2 separate regions of the Capra hircus genome follow, and region 2 is linked to region 1. Evidence: chromatin contacts called from public Hi-C data. All regions are on one chromosome and are shown on one strand. The core of a region is the stretch at or near the end of the contact, and the rest is flanking DNA. Distances in the headings are between cores, read along the strand shown. Region 1 overlaps LOC108638122 (zinc finger protein 264-like). Region 2 overlaps LOC102172654 (zinc finger protein 805).

Region 1 (7,255 bases), core at 2,809-5,308:
CCCAACAAGCACTCCGTGGCAAGATTAACGGCAGACACCCCGTCATCCTGGCCATACCCTACCCCTCGTCGCCCCCGTTCAGCAGGAAGTAGCCAGAGAGAATCGGCGCCCCTTGTCCTATATCAAAAAGGCCGGGATGAAAGGTCAGGGCAAGGTCGGGCGTGTTGAGGCATGCCTGGGCATGCCCGGGCATGTCGGGACATGTCCTGGCAGACAGACCCCCCCCCCCCCTTCCTTGCTCACCCACCCCCGGGAGTTCTGCCCGAGAGCGACCGCCCAATAAAAGGCCCTGATCAACGGTCCATAGGGGTGGTTCTTTCTTCCCGCGGCGTTTCTTACAATTACCATCTTGGGGATTTGAACCATGAGTTATTCGCTGGTGCTCTGGAGAGGGAAAGAAGGCTAGACACTGAGTCATATGTTCAACAACTCAGTCAGTCATGCTTCTGTAACGAAGGTCAATCAAAATCTACATACCCGGGCTCTGGTGAGGTTCATGGGTTGCCAACACTCCGTGCACATACTGCCAAACATTGATTCCTGGAGGTAAAGAGTCGCTGCAGACACGGAAGCTTCGTGATTGGAATACCTCTGGCCCTTCTTCTGAGCTGTATCCTGTACCAAACATACTCTGTGAGCATAACAGGTTCAAGGGGAGTTTCTCTGAGTCTAGCAAATCAATGAACCTGAGGGTGGACTGGGAAGTCTCTTGACTTCCAGTTGGTTTAGAAGACCAAGGCAGACACGGCGGCCCTGGAGTTCTATGTTCCTAATCTGGGGTTTGGCTAACTGTGTGAAGGAAGAGGCCAGGGGAGTTGTACACCACAGGAGTCCTGCACCAACTCCAGGTACAACAGGCATTGCCACAGAGAGACAGTGGGAAGGATGCTACAGCCTCAGGAGACAACGTACAAAAGCCCCACAGGTCACGCGGATGGTGCTGACGAGAGTCCAGGGGAGCTGACTTGGGTTACTGTGAAAACTCCCAGGACATAGCTCATAAGGCAGGATGGTAAGCAGGATGAAGAGACACACTGGGTCTGTTATGTCTGAACAGTTTGGTGAAAAGACTAGCAAAATACACATGATCTAGATGAACAAAATGTCACAACTTTACTTGAAGACATTAAAGAGGAGCTAAACCGAAGACGAATTTAATGTAGGGGAGAGACAGCCAAAAGGTGCAGACTTCCACTTTTAAGATTAAGTAACCGAGGGATGTCATGTACAACTCAACGACTATAGTTGACACTGCTGTATGATATAAAGAAGCACCATTAAGAGAGTATTGTTAAGAGTTTTCATCACACGGAGAACATTTTTTTCCCTTTTATCTTTTCTTCTTTATTTTTTAATGTATTGTCACCGTGATTAAATTAAACTTATATTCAGAGTACATCATGCGAAATGCCGGGCTGGATGAAGTACAAGCTGGAATCAAGATTGCTGAGAGAGATATTAATAATCTCAGATATGCAATGACACCACCCTTATGGCAGAAAGCAAACAGGAACTGAAGAGTTTTTTGATGAAAGACAAAGAACAGACTGAAAAAGCTGACATAAAACTCAACATTCAAAAAACAAAGATCACGTTATCGGGTCCCATCACTGCATAGCAGATAGATGGGGAAATAATGGAAACAGTGACAGACTTTATTTTCTTGGGTTCCAAAATCACTGCAGATGGTGAGTGCAGCCATGCAATTAAAAGATGCTTGTTCCTTGGAAGAAAAGCTATGACCAACCTAGACAGCTTATTAAGAACTGACTCACTGGAAAAGACCCTGATGTTGGGAAAGATTGAAGGCAGGAGGAGAAGGGGACAACAGAGGATGAGATGGTTGGATGGCATCACCGACTTGATGGACATGTCTGAGCAAACTCTGGGAGTTGGTGCTGGACAGGGAGGCCTGGTGTGCTGCAGTCCACGAGACTGCAAAGTCGGACTTGACTGAGCGACTGAACTGATCTGATACAAGAAGACGGATGTTAGCTTAACCAGCTGGTAATCACTTCATAATATATGTAAATCAAACCAGCATGCTCTGTGCCTTAAAACTTATACAGTGATGTATATCAATTGTTTCTCAACAAAACTGAAAAAAAATGAATCATATGAGCTGACAATTCTATCCCAATTAATTTGTATATTCAATAAAATTTCCAAGAAAATACCAATTGGGTTATGGTGGAACTCAGTAGTTTTACCATGGGATTTGCATGAAAAATCAACGATGCAAGAATAACGAGAATTAAGAAAACGAGAGATACCTTAGCAGGTAACAGGATTCGAGACTTTAAGACACTGTGGTCCTGGTACAGAGAGAAGACAAACAGGCAATGGGAAAAGAACAGAGCCCAGGACACACACATGGAGCTCTGGGGAGTGGCAGAGAAGGGAGAGCAGTTCACAGTAAAAGGAAAAAGTATCAAGTGAATGGAGCTAGAAAAATGGGGGACACTGGGAATGAGAACACTGTATTCCTGTCTCACACTGTCCTCAAATTCTACCTCACACCAGAAAGAGTTAATGTCAGGTGCCAAGCTTAGAACATCTTATAATGAGAACATCTTTTTGATATTAGGGATGGAGCAGCACCTGTAACTGATAAAAGTATCAGTAACATACAAAAATCCCTAAAAACGAAAGTCAAACAAAGTTAACACTTGGCATTTTCGATGAACTGACATTTCAAAGAAGAAAATACAGTTGTTCGTCAGTATCCACAGGGGAATAACTGGTATCAGACACTCCTGCTCAACACCCAAATCCAAAGATGCTCAAGTCCTTTACTTAAAATGGCAGTTTTTGCACATAACCTACACACAGCCTCCTGTGTACTTTAAATCGTCTCTAGAGTGCTTGTAATATCTAATACAATGTAAATGCTATGTAAATAATTGCCAGCACAAGGCAAACTTAAGTTTTGCTTTTTCGAGCTTTCTGGGATTATTCTTTTCCCCCAGTCTCTTCAATCCATGCTTGATGAATCCAGTCAGAACCTGCAGATGAAGAGGACAACTGTACAAATGGGCTGATAATTACATGATAAGAAGCTAAAGCTTGTGAACAATTAAGGAAATGCAAGGCAAGCTCACCTAAGACACAATTTTGTCAATTAAGCAAAAATAAATGTGCCTGAGAGCATGAAGGACAGAATAGGACATAGTCAGTGGAATCTAGAGAATTCTGGATAGGCAGATCTCTTTTAGAAAACCACTGCAATTGTCACCTAAACTTGAAAGTTTGCACAGGCTACAAGCCAACAATTTTACTCCTAGAAATAACAAAAGACAGGCCTAATCGTGTGCAAGATGGCCAATACATACAAATGTTCTTGGTAGCACTGTCTGTGAGTGACGAAATGTAAACAATGAAATGCCCTACAGAGTGGATGAATATGAAACAGAGAATATTTTTTTTTTTACTTGCTTCAAGTGGAAGAAACGTGGGCACATTTTTATGTTGAGTAGACAAAGGATAAAGTTACTAAGGGGCTTCCCTGGTGGCTCAGAAGGTAAAGCATCTGCCTGCAATGCGGGAGACCTGGGTTCGATCCCTGGGTCAGGAAGATCCCCTGGAGAAGGAAATGGCCACCCACTCCAGTATTCTTGCCTGGAAAATCCCATGGACAGAGGAGCCTGGCGGGCTACAGTCCATGGGGTCGCCAAGAGTCGGACACGACCGAGCGACTTCACTTTCACTTTTAAGGTTACTAAACAAGCAGTAAATAAGAAATACTTTCCCTAAAAGGTGTAACCTAGACTCTGGTTCAAGAACTGGCCACGAAGTGTGCCAAGATCTCTTCCGCCAGGTGAAAGGAAAACTACAGCCTGGGAACCTGAGTGCAGAAGGGCTGAGGACCAAGCAGGAGTTTACTGTGGAGACTTGCTGACACCCCAGGGTCATGCGCCGAGACACCTGCACTGGGGAGGCAGTCACTGTCGGGAGTCACTTTTATGTTCTAAAACTGCACACCCCCAGCAACCCCAGGACAGAGCGACTATCGCGACTGGCACTTTCAGGAGCAGACCCTGCTCACCAACCTCCTGCTCCTCGCCTGGGACAGAGGGCTCAGTCACAGCTCCCTGCCCACCCCCCCAGTGTGGCCAAGAGCCCGGTGCCTTCCGGTGGAGCCATCAGAGGGCTGGTGTTTATGGGAGTCAGAGCAGCGTCATTCCCCCACTTCTCTGCTGGCTGCAGGGGGTCAGGACAACCTGAAGTCCCATACTGACGACAGAACGAGCCCAGGGCCCCAAGCGGCCGTGTGCTGCAGAGCTCCCCATGTGCTGCAGAGCTCCCCGTAATCCGCAGGGCTCCCCGTGACCCGCAGGGCTCCCCGTGACCCGCAGGGCTCCCCGTGACCCACAGGGCTCCCCGTGACCCACAGAGCTCCCCGTGACCCGCAGGGCTCCCCGTGACCCACAGGGACCAGGTGTGAGTCAGAAACAGCGCCTCCACGTGCTTGAGCACCGAGATGCCGGATCCCTCTGACACAGCAGCCAGGCTGTAACTCAGCCGAACTTACGTGCAGACACAAGGAGATCCCAAATTCCACTGGGACCACCCAGCTGGTGGTCGGCACCCAGGCCTGAAGCCCAGGACACATCTGAGCTTGTACACCATTGTCCTCGGCGAGGACAGAGGGACCTGGGGTCAAAGGGCTCCGTGGCTTCCAGACCACTAGAGGCCCCAACAAGACGCCTCCCAGGGAACCAGGGCCAGCGGCTTCCGGCAGGGTCTCTGCCCACAGCTTGGCTCCTACCTGGACAGGTGCTTCGGGAGAGGTCTCTCTTCACCGTCCATAGCTCCTGCCCATGCTCCAGCTGGTAGATCAGCTCAGGTCTGGGGACAGGACACCCTGGACATGGAGAAAAAAAGGAAGACCTTGGAGGGTAAGAGGAGTGGAGAGGAAGAGGAAGGGACTAATTATTATGCCATGCCAGGGAGAGGCTGAGCTTAGAGGCCCAGGCCCCTCCCCGACAGGAGATAGACAAAAACTAAAAACCAGGGCTTTAAAAGAATAAAAGCCCAAAAGGGAAAAAGGGAGGGAGTGATGGCACACACTTTAAACCTTATATACCAAGCAAATGCCAGGTCTAGCAAACACAATACTGGTTCTGGACTGGTACCGATTCAAACATAGTAACAACAAAAACCAAACCAAAAGCCCTAGATAACAAAGAGAGAGTAAAACATTTACCGAAATAATATACAATACATAAGTAAATTAGAGCACAGTTAATAGTTGGATCCAACTGGAAATCCAAAATTTTTTTACTAAAACTTACACATTATATATGAATAACATAACTGAACGTATTTTAAAAGTTTATATTACTGAAACATAACAAGGCACAAACTGGTTTGTCTGATCCTACAACACAAGTTTTTGAATTATCTTCAGAATTTGTTAAACTGCACCAACAGACAAAACCTCATGAACTTAATACTGTGGCTCAAATCATAGCTATACCTGGGAATACCCCTAAACTGAAACACTGTACTCTGCCATCTTAAAAAGTAACTCAAGAGGAAAACCAGGCATGTCTCACTTCAACTCTACAGCTTTGCCTGAACTTCCTATAGGCCAAGTCTCCACTGTTCTAAAAGTACCCCACACTGGGCATTGATGCTCTGACATAATACATAATTAAAATGAACTTCCGGCACTTCTAAATTAATTGACTTGATCCAGCCCAATGTAAGCTGAATAGGAAATTTCAGGGAGCAAGCCTTATATGTGAGACCTATTTCATCAGGGGTGATGATCCCCACTGCCGCCCCGTCTGACAGCCCCACGGTGCCTGTTCTTAAACCTGAAAAGACCCAGGCCCTCACTGTGAGTTACTGCACCTTCATTCTGTGGTTCCACCCAGCTTTACGGCTCCTGTCATGGACTGAACTGTGTTCCCCTAAGCTGAACGTGTTACCCCCAGGCCCCAGTGTGGTCCGATTTGGACTTAGGGCCTTTAACGAGGCAATGAAGGAGAAACGAGGTCATGGGGTAGGGCCCTGATCTGGTAGGCCTGGTACCCTTTGAAGAGGAAGAGGAAGTCCCTCCGAGCCAGAGCAAAGGTCAGGTAAGGACTCCCAAGCAGGTGGTCAGCAAGAGACCCTTATCAGGAACTGAACTGGGCCATCCAGCCTCCAGAAACTGTGAAAAGAAAGCTGTTTAACCACTGAGCTGACAAACAAGACCCACACACCCCAAACCCAGCATTATTAAAAGCCAGAAATTGCTTGCCCTGACAGACTAGGCTAAGGTGCTCTGTTTGGTGTCTGTTTTGACAGCCTCACAGCTTTGGTCTGCCTTCACTCTGAAGGGAAACAGAACTCCTCTCCCAGGCTGCCAACACCCACACCCTCGGTAGCTGAGACCCCAGTGGCACCCGTTCTCTGCAGGAGCGCAGGCGACGTTACATCGACCACAGCCCTCTAAGGAGGTGCTATCTGACACAGGACAGACAGTAGGCCCAGCATCAGTTAAGCCTCTGGGATGAGTTTTAGACGACACTCCCATTTAGTATGGCTTTGGTGGCCTTTTACTTCATCTCCCTGATGCTGATTCTTAATAATCAGCCCACCTTAAACGGGCCTCCCTCCAACAAAGGCTCTTAAAACCTGCTCACAATACTGCTGGAAAGGCAGTCCCACTAGCGCCCTCAGAGACTCCTTCACTAAAGGGCTCTGACGACCTCTTCGCACACCTCCTGGAGTTTCTGAACCACAGACGGGGCCATGAGATGCCCAGACTATGCCCTCAGCCTGCTGCGACATGCTGTCCAGACCACCACGAGCCACACACAAGACTCTCCTGACAACAAAGGCTCTCTCAGACCTGGACCTCTGACCTCCACACCCAGCTGCCCTTCACGTTCTGGGTCATGAGAACAGCACAGCCCAAGCTCAGCACAGCCAGGACTGTCCGAGGGCTCAGGACAGGGTGGCACGGGCCCTAGGCCTTCCGACACATTCTCCTCGGAGGCAGCGGTGGCTTCTCCCGTCCTCAGCGCCTTGCCAGATGCCGTGGCGCTGGAGGGGTCAGCCCTCCCGATGGGCCTCGGCTACCCAGGGAGCTCCTTGGGACTGAGTGAGTGAACCGCTGGGGGAGTCCCCCAGTCTGCTGTCCCTCACACACGGTGTAGCTCAGTAGAATGCTGCTGCTTTCTACCCTGTAGCTAGAAACGTCCCAGTGAAAAATGGGACCTAAGAAACACTGTGTGGCCTACTCAGGGACTCATCTCAGTAC
Region 2 (7,255 bases), core at 3,087-5,586, 49 kb before region 1:
TTTAAAGTTACTAAACAAGCAGTAAATAAGAAATACTTTCCCTAAAAGGTGTAACCTAGACTCTGGTTCAAGAACTGGCCACGAAGTGTGCCAAGATCTCTTCCGCCAGGTGAAAGGAAAACTACAGCCTGGGAACCTGAGTGCAGAAGGGCTGAGGACCAAGCAGGAGTTTACTGTGGAGACTTGCTGACACCCCAGGGTCATGCGCCGAGACACCTGCACTGGGGAGGCAGTCACTGTCGGGACGGCCGGATGCAGGGCTGCTGGAGGTGGGGGCGAGGGTCTGGGGAGGCATCCAGTCTCCAACCTGCGCGGACGGCAGGACCATGTGCTCGAGCGTGGGAGGGGAGGAGTGAGCACCGGGATGGGTTCTCTGCCAGGCGTGCTCATTGGCGGCCCCTGAGATCCTCAGGTGGAGGTGTGTGGAGAGCAGGGGGCAGAGGCTGGGAGGCCCCTCGGAGGGGCCGCCGAAGGCCACACACAGACGCTCACAGGCCAGCGGGGCCACCGAGTGACTAGGAGTGGAAAGAGCACGCTTCTGCAGCAGCCCCAGCACCACACACGACAGCGCCAGTGCCCTCAGCAGCCCAGACGTGGGCACACAGGACAAACGTCACTGGGAGGCTTTGCCCAACAGGAGGGGATGGGTGACAGGGGACAAGGGAGGGCTCCTAAGTGTCTGAAACCATAGTTCGGGAAAGGGGAAGCAGAGGAGGGCTGGAGAGGCGCTGGGAGGGGAAGACGTGAGCCACACTGCTCATCATGACTAACGAGACGTGGCGGTACCAGCAGCTCAGTTCCCACGAGACACCTGCACTGGGGAGGCAGTCACTGTCGGGAGTCACTTTTATGTTCTAAAACTGCAACCCCCAGCAACCCCAGGACAGAGCGACTATCGCGACTGGCGCCTTCAGGAGCAGACCCCCCTCACCAACCTCCTGCTCCTCTCCTGGGACAGAGGGCTCAGTCACAGCTCCCTGCCCAACCCCGCCAGTGTGGCCAAGAGCCCGGTGCCTTCCGGTGGAGCCATCAGAGGGCTGGTGTTTATGGGAGTCAGAGCAGCGTCATTCCCCCACTTCTCTGCTGGCTGCAGGGGATCAGGACAACCTGAAGTCCCATACTGACGACAGAACGAGCCCAGGGCCCCAAGCGGCCGTGTGCTGCAGAGCTCCCCATGTGCTGCAGAGCTCCCCGTAATCCGCAGGGCTCCCCGTGACCCGCAGGGCTCCCCATGATGCTCAGGGCTCCCCATGACCCACAGAGCTCCCCATGACCCACAGAGCTCCCCGTGACCCACAGGGACCGGGCGTGAGTCAGAAACAGCGCCTCCACGTGCTTGAGCACCGAGATGCCGCATCCCTCTGACACAGCAGCCAGGCTGTAACTCAGCCGAACTTACGTGCAGACACAAGGAGATCCCGAATTCCACTGGGACCACCCAGCTGGTGGTCGGCACCCAGGCCTGAAGCCCAGGACACATCTGAGCTTGTACACCGCTGTCCTCGGCGAGGACAGAGGGACCTGGGGTCAAAGGGCTCCATGGCTTCCAGACCACTAGAGGCCCCAACAAGACGCCTCCCAGGGAACCAGGGCCAGCGGCTTCCGGCAGGGTCTCTGCCCACAGCTTGGCTCCTACCTGGACAGGTGCTTCGGGAGAGGTCTCTCTTCACCGTCCACAGCTCCTGCCCGTGCTCCAGCTGGTAGATCAGCTCAGGTCTGGGGACAGGACACCCTGGGCATGGAGAAAAAAGGAAGACACAGGCTTCTGTGAAAACTGGGAAAACCTCTCAGTCTCGTGTGAGACTTCAGGATGTGGACCTCAGAATGAAGCTGCTCCCAGGCACACAAAATGTGGAACTGCGACCCAAAAACCAAAGACATGCCACACTGCCAGGGAGCTTTTATTCCTGATACTAAATCAAAAGCTAATGTACAGTTAACAATCATAGTCAAAGGACTGTGTTCAAGCAACTTAAATGCACTACATTACTTCAAATTTGAAGTAGATTTATGATGTCATTCAAACAACTGACATATTTAAAATATTGACTCTTTTCGTTCAAAACAAGGTTACGTGTCTCCATTGATAAGTTCTGTTTTTAGAACACAAGCAAAGTTTTGTATCATTCTTCCTACAGACCACAGATGAGTTTATCCTAGGGTTTCCTCACAGCATTCTCAGCAAGTACACATTATGATCAGCACTTTTTCTTTTCTTAGCCATGTACGACCCTGGTTCACTGACTAGCGATCAAACCATCACCCTTTGAATTGGGAGGGCAGAGACTTAATCACTGAACCACTATTTTTTTAAAAATTAAAGTTCATTTACAATGTCATGTTTGTTTCAGCTATACAAGAAAAGTGATTCACATACACAAATACCCACATTGCTTTTCAGATTCTTTTCCATCATAAGTTATTATAAGATATTAAATATAGTTCCCTATGCTATATTAGAACCTTGTTTATCTATTATTATATACAGAGGTGTGTATCTGTTGATCCTAAACTCTTAATTTATCCCTCACCACACCTGCTTTCCTCTTTCGTAACCATAAGTTTGCTTTCTGAGTCTGTGAGTAGCACCATTTTATAGATAAAAATCATACAGAAAGCAACAATCAGGCAGATAATGTGATCTGCCCAAGAGCCCACAACTGGTGAACAGCTGGGCCGACACAGAGCCCAGGCCTAACCACCTCGGCTCTGCGTGCTGTTCCACCACAAAGCTACACAAGCCTGCTCCCGAAGGTGCCGAGTCCAGGCCTGAGACGATGACAGTCCTGATGAGTAGCGACAGGAGCGGTGGTGGTGAGGTCCGCGATGCTACCCTGCACGAACCTGCTCACTCAAGGCACTGCTCTGACCCTTTCCAGAAAGCGACCCACTTACCCCTGTTGCAGACCTGGGAATTAAACTCCACCTTACTCCAGTTTACCACGGAGAGCCCCGAGGCCCAGACGGGTTCTGTAATTGCCCAGGACCACACAGTTTTTAAGGTGCAAAGCGGGGACTGAGCACCAGAGTCTGGCTCTGACCCTGGTCTCCCCAACACCACACTGAGGAGGAAACAGCAGACACCCCTGAGTGGGGCCAGCATTCTGAGACCAAGTGTGGGGCAGCTGTGAGGGAGGGATGTGAGCACCGAAGTGCAACCACTGGGAGCAGGGCAGGAGAGGGGCAGACTCAAGAGACTTCAGCATTTCATGAACTGTGAGAAAATAATAAAACTGAGACTCCTGCACAGTGACATGGTCACATCTACTGCCATCAATATTTCACTAAAAAAAGGATTTTTACATCAAAGGAACCCCACAGAGGACAGCTTCATAAAGTGAAGGTATATGTTCCTTACTGTTAAGGTTCCACTGTACGAGGCTCACCACCGAAGCCAAATTCCCGACTCTGCTGAGGGCCAGGCAAGCCCGAGGGTCACACGGGAGGAGCAGAACAGTGCCCGGAATAGGCCTGCTGTGCGGTCAGTCAGCGGCCAGGGTGAGCTCTGACTAGTATTCACAGTAACTCCGGTGCTACAAGTGACGCACTTTTTCTGTTTCTCATATCCCTTCAAAAAGGGATTCCTGTACAGCTCTGGTGAATGGGATACAGAAACCCAGAGGCTGACAAGTTGATGATAATTCAACCTGAAAATGCAGCCAAGGGACCCAACAGTGAGGGTTAAGGGCCAGCAAGCTTGCACCGCTGCTCAGGGATGCCCCCCCTGTTGAAGAGGGGAAATTAGCAACAGTTGGGGGGAAGAAGAGTTAAGTACTGAACCAGATTTTCCCTAAAAAATCAGGAGGCAGGAAAAAGAATAAACAAAGGCCTTCCTCAGGGCCGTTCCCAGTGCCCCTGATGAAATGTCCATGAGCCTTCAGAAACGGGGCTTCTCAGCCTCTGGACAACAGACATTCAGATCCAGAAAGTTCTTTGCTGAGAAGGGGAGAGAATGTGTCTCCTCTGCATAGTGTAAGGATGTGTGGAGGCGCTCCGGGTCTTCACTCAGTAGGTGCCTGTAGCAACTCCATCCCAGTGGTGACAACCTATGTCTCCAGACGGGGCCAAGTGCCCCTGGGGAAGGAGAACTGCTGGCTTAGAGGATATAAATCAGGTGGCGGGGAGAGCTAGAGTGATGGGGAGGGGCTGCTAGGAGAGTTTACAGTCAGGAAACAGTTGGTGAGGAAGCAAGGTGGCCATGTGCAGAGAGGAGATGGCCACGTGAGAAGCCGAAATGCCCAAGAGCACCCACCAGGAAAGCAGAACAGCAGCTCAGAGGCCTGAGGCAAACATGTCAAGTGTGTGCGGAAACAGCAAGACGCCAGTGGGCCCGGAGCCGCGCGCACGGGGAGAGCCTGGGGAGCCGGGTGGAGGGATCCGGGGTCCATGGTGGACATTTTTGTTTCATTTTGTTATAAAATATCTAAATATGTCAAGCTTTTCCTGATTTGGTTCAACCTCCTCTCACTGACGCAGAACACAATCCCAGGTCTCCAAGAACCGGCCTGTCTCACCGAAGCCCTGGCTTTACAGCCCTCCCTTCCCTCAAACTGAGCGGCCTGACGGGGCCGTCCCCGAGCTGCTGTTTCTCCACCGTGGCTCTCCGGCCCGTGAGGACTAGGTCATCCTCAGCTGAGCGGGGCTGTCATGTCCACCCCCTGGTGCTGAGGGGCATCTCTGGACTCATCATCAGACCCCAGGACCACCCACCCCCACAGGTGACGGGCAGATGCGGCTGCAGACGCTGCCCGATGTCTCCTGGGCACAAAACTGCCACATGCCGAGACACGTTCCTCTCCCAGCTTCTCCTTCTCGGACCAGCAGACGATCCCGGCCGAGACTGGGTGCACATGAGACACCCGTGAATGCGCAGGAGGACAGAGAAGCCCCCTGACCGAGACCCTGCGGTCAGACAGGATCTGCTGGCACTGAAGGCAAAGGCCTCCTGGGGCCCCGGCTGCGCACCCTCTTCCTGGAGAACAGCCTGTCACCCACATCCTGTGCACCCGGCTGTAGGGGACGCTTCGGAACCAGTCTCATTCGGTCCGCTCCCTCTCTGGAATGTGGCCGGTCTGTGCTGGGCCCTGGGCTGAGAGGCTCAGGTGGTCACTTCCGCCTCATGGACACCCCCACCCCCACCCAGAGCCCCGCGGCAGAGAAAGAGCAACAATATAAACATACAAAGCGGTAGAAACAAGGCATCTGGGAGCCCTGGAGAGCAGGGATTGGGGTGGTCACTCCTGTCAAACTTGCTGGGGTCCAAAAACCATTCTGAAAAACAGAGACGTGAGCAAAGCCAGAGAAAGCAGCCAGGCCGGGAGACCCAGAAGCCAGGGTGGAATCCTGGTTCTCCAATTTCAGTCCCATGTGGCCCGACTGGAAATGCTGCCTTTGGGTTCTGCTGAACATTCATTTCCTTCCACCACTTTCTAAGAGCCAAAGGGGAACTTTATTCAAAGAGAGACACAGAGACAGGAGGCAAGAGGAGGTGAATCTCAAACATGAGTGAAGCTGTGAGGAAGCAGGAGGGAGGGGGCATTCCTGAGTCCTTCCTGACAAGTCAAGATGGAGCCAGGGTCTGGGATGAAGGAGGTGGCCAGGGCCCGCACAGCAGAGCAGGGGCCTTACCCAGAGACACCAGGAGGCCGCGGTTCTCCAGCATCACCTCCCGGTACAGGGTCCTCTGGGCCGGCTCCAGATGCCCCCACTCCTCCTGGGTGAAGGTCACAGCCACGTCATCGAAGGTCACAGACAGCTGGAATGTCAAATACAGATACTAGCATCAGCTTTGGGACGACTGGGTGGGATCAGAGCTTGTCTCTGCATCGCTGGTAAAGGAGCAGCAAGGTCGAGACCCTCATCACCGGGCACCTCCTCTGCACTAGGCTGGAGGGGAGGTGGACAATGCTGTGGACATAACACAATACAGCCCTACTTCAGAGATACTGGGAGTGTGGTTCCCCAGCACTCCAAAAAATCAAGTCACATGATGTTTTTGGCCTCCCACTGCAAATAAAAGTTACGTTTAGGACTTCCCTGGTGTCCAGTGCTTAAGAATCCACCTACCAATGCAGGGGACACGGGTTTAATCCCTGGTCCACGAAGATGTCGCATGCTTTGGGGCAAGTAGACCCGTGTGCCACAACTACGGAAGCCCGTGAGCCCTAGAGGCCCTGCTCCACAACAAGAGAAGCCATCACAGTAAGTCCACGCACAACAACAAAGAGTAGCCACCCTGCTCGCTGCAACGAGAGAAAGCCTGTACAGCAACAAAGACCCAGTGCAGCCAAAAATAAATAAAAGTTTTCCAATGCTTACACCGGACTGCGGTCTACTAAGGGTGCAATAGCACTATGTCTAAGACAATACTTTGGATACCTAAATTAAAAAGTACTTTATTGCTAAAAAAGGCTAACCATCATCTTGAGCTGTAACCTTGTTGCGGGTGGAACATCTCAACTACTCTAAGAACTAGCAAAATGTGACACAAAGACACCAGGAAAGCAAATGATGAAAAACTTGCTGGATGCAAGGTTGCCACAAACCTTCAATCTGCAATAAAAACAAACAAAAAACCACAGAATCTACAAAGCACAATAAAGAAAAGTATGATCACAGTGTAAAAGAGAAGCCTCCTAGGCAGGAGCCCTTGGAAAATGACAAAAGTCAATGAAAACAACACTAGGACTGAGAGATGCAGACAGAAAGGATGCTACAATGTCAGAGGAATGCGTATATAGTGATAATAATAATACAAATAATGTTAAGAACAGCAGTAGGGGCTACCCAGGTGGCTCAGTGTTAAAGAGCCCACCTGCCAATACAGGAGACTCGGGTTCAATCCCTGGGTCAGGAAGATCCCTGGAGAAAGAAAAGGCAACCCACTCCAGTATCTTTGGTGGGAAATCCCATGGACAGAGGAGCCCGGCAGGCTACAGTCCCATGGGGTCACGAAGTGTGAGACAGGGCTGAGCAACTGAACAACAACAACCTGAGCTTCACTGGTCCTGCTAGTTGCCTGCCCCATGCTGAGAGCGTTATGTCATGTCTAAAAGCAACTAAAAGGACTTCCCTAGCTGTCCAGTGGCTAATACTCCACACTCCCAGTGCACAGGTCCCAGGATCAACCCCTGGTCAAGGAACTAGACCCCACATGCCACAACTAAGAGTTCACGTGCCGCAGCTAAGAACCTGCATAGCCAAACAAACAAACATTAAAAAAAAAAAAAGCAACTAAGCCCCTAGCTCTCAAGTC

Evidence for each region. Hi-C and Micro-C count contacts between places; a contact is called where the count stands out from the background.
Region 2: a contact with region 1 is called in a Hi-C map of blood, with 15 times the contacts expected there. The contact joins two enhancer-like sites. A contact is called at or near these places in 4 of 5 Hi-C or Micro-C datasets (blood and liver).

Annotation. Positions count from the first base shown.
Region 1 is chr18:65,887,519-65,894,773 of ARS1.2, reverse strand. LOC108638122 (zinc finger protein 264-like) reads right to left here. Exons shown (of 5, transcript XM_018063426.1): 3 at 4,769-4,864; 4 at 478-615. Among named protein-coding and RNA genes, the nearest start is that of DUXA, 22 kb to the right of the region's middle. Within about 2 kb of position 4,058, at least 1 of the 5 cell types and tissues checked has an H3K27ac peak or open chromatin away from gene starts, as enhancers often do.
Region 2 is chr18:65,936,837-65,944,091 of ARS1.2, reverse strand. It overlaps LOC102172654 (zinc finger protein 805), which reads right to left. Exons shown (of 5, transcript XM_018063504.1): 2 at 5,629-5,755; 3 at 1,637-1,732. Among named protein-coding and RNA genes, the nearest start is that of AURKC, 11 kb to the right of the region's middle. Within about 2 kb of position 4,336, at least 1 of the 5 cell types and tissues checked has an H3K27ac peak or open chromatin away from gene starts, as enhancers often do.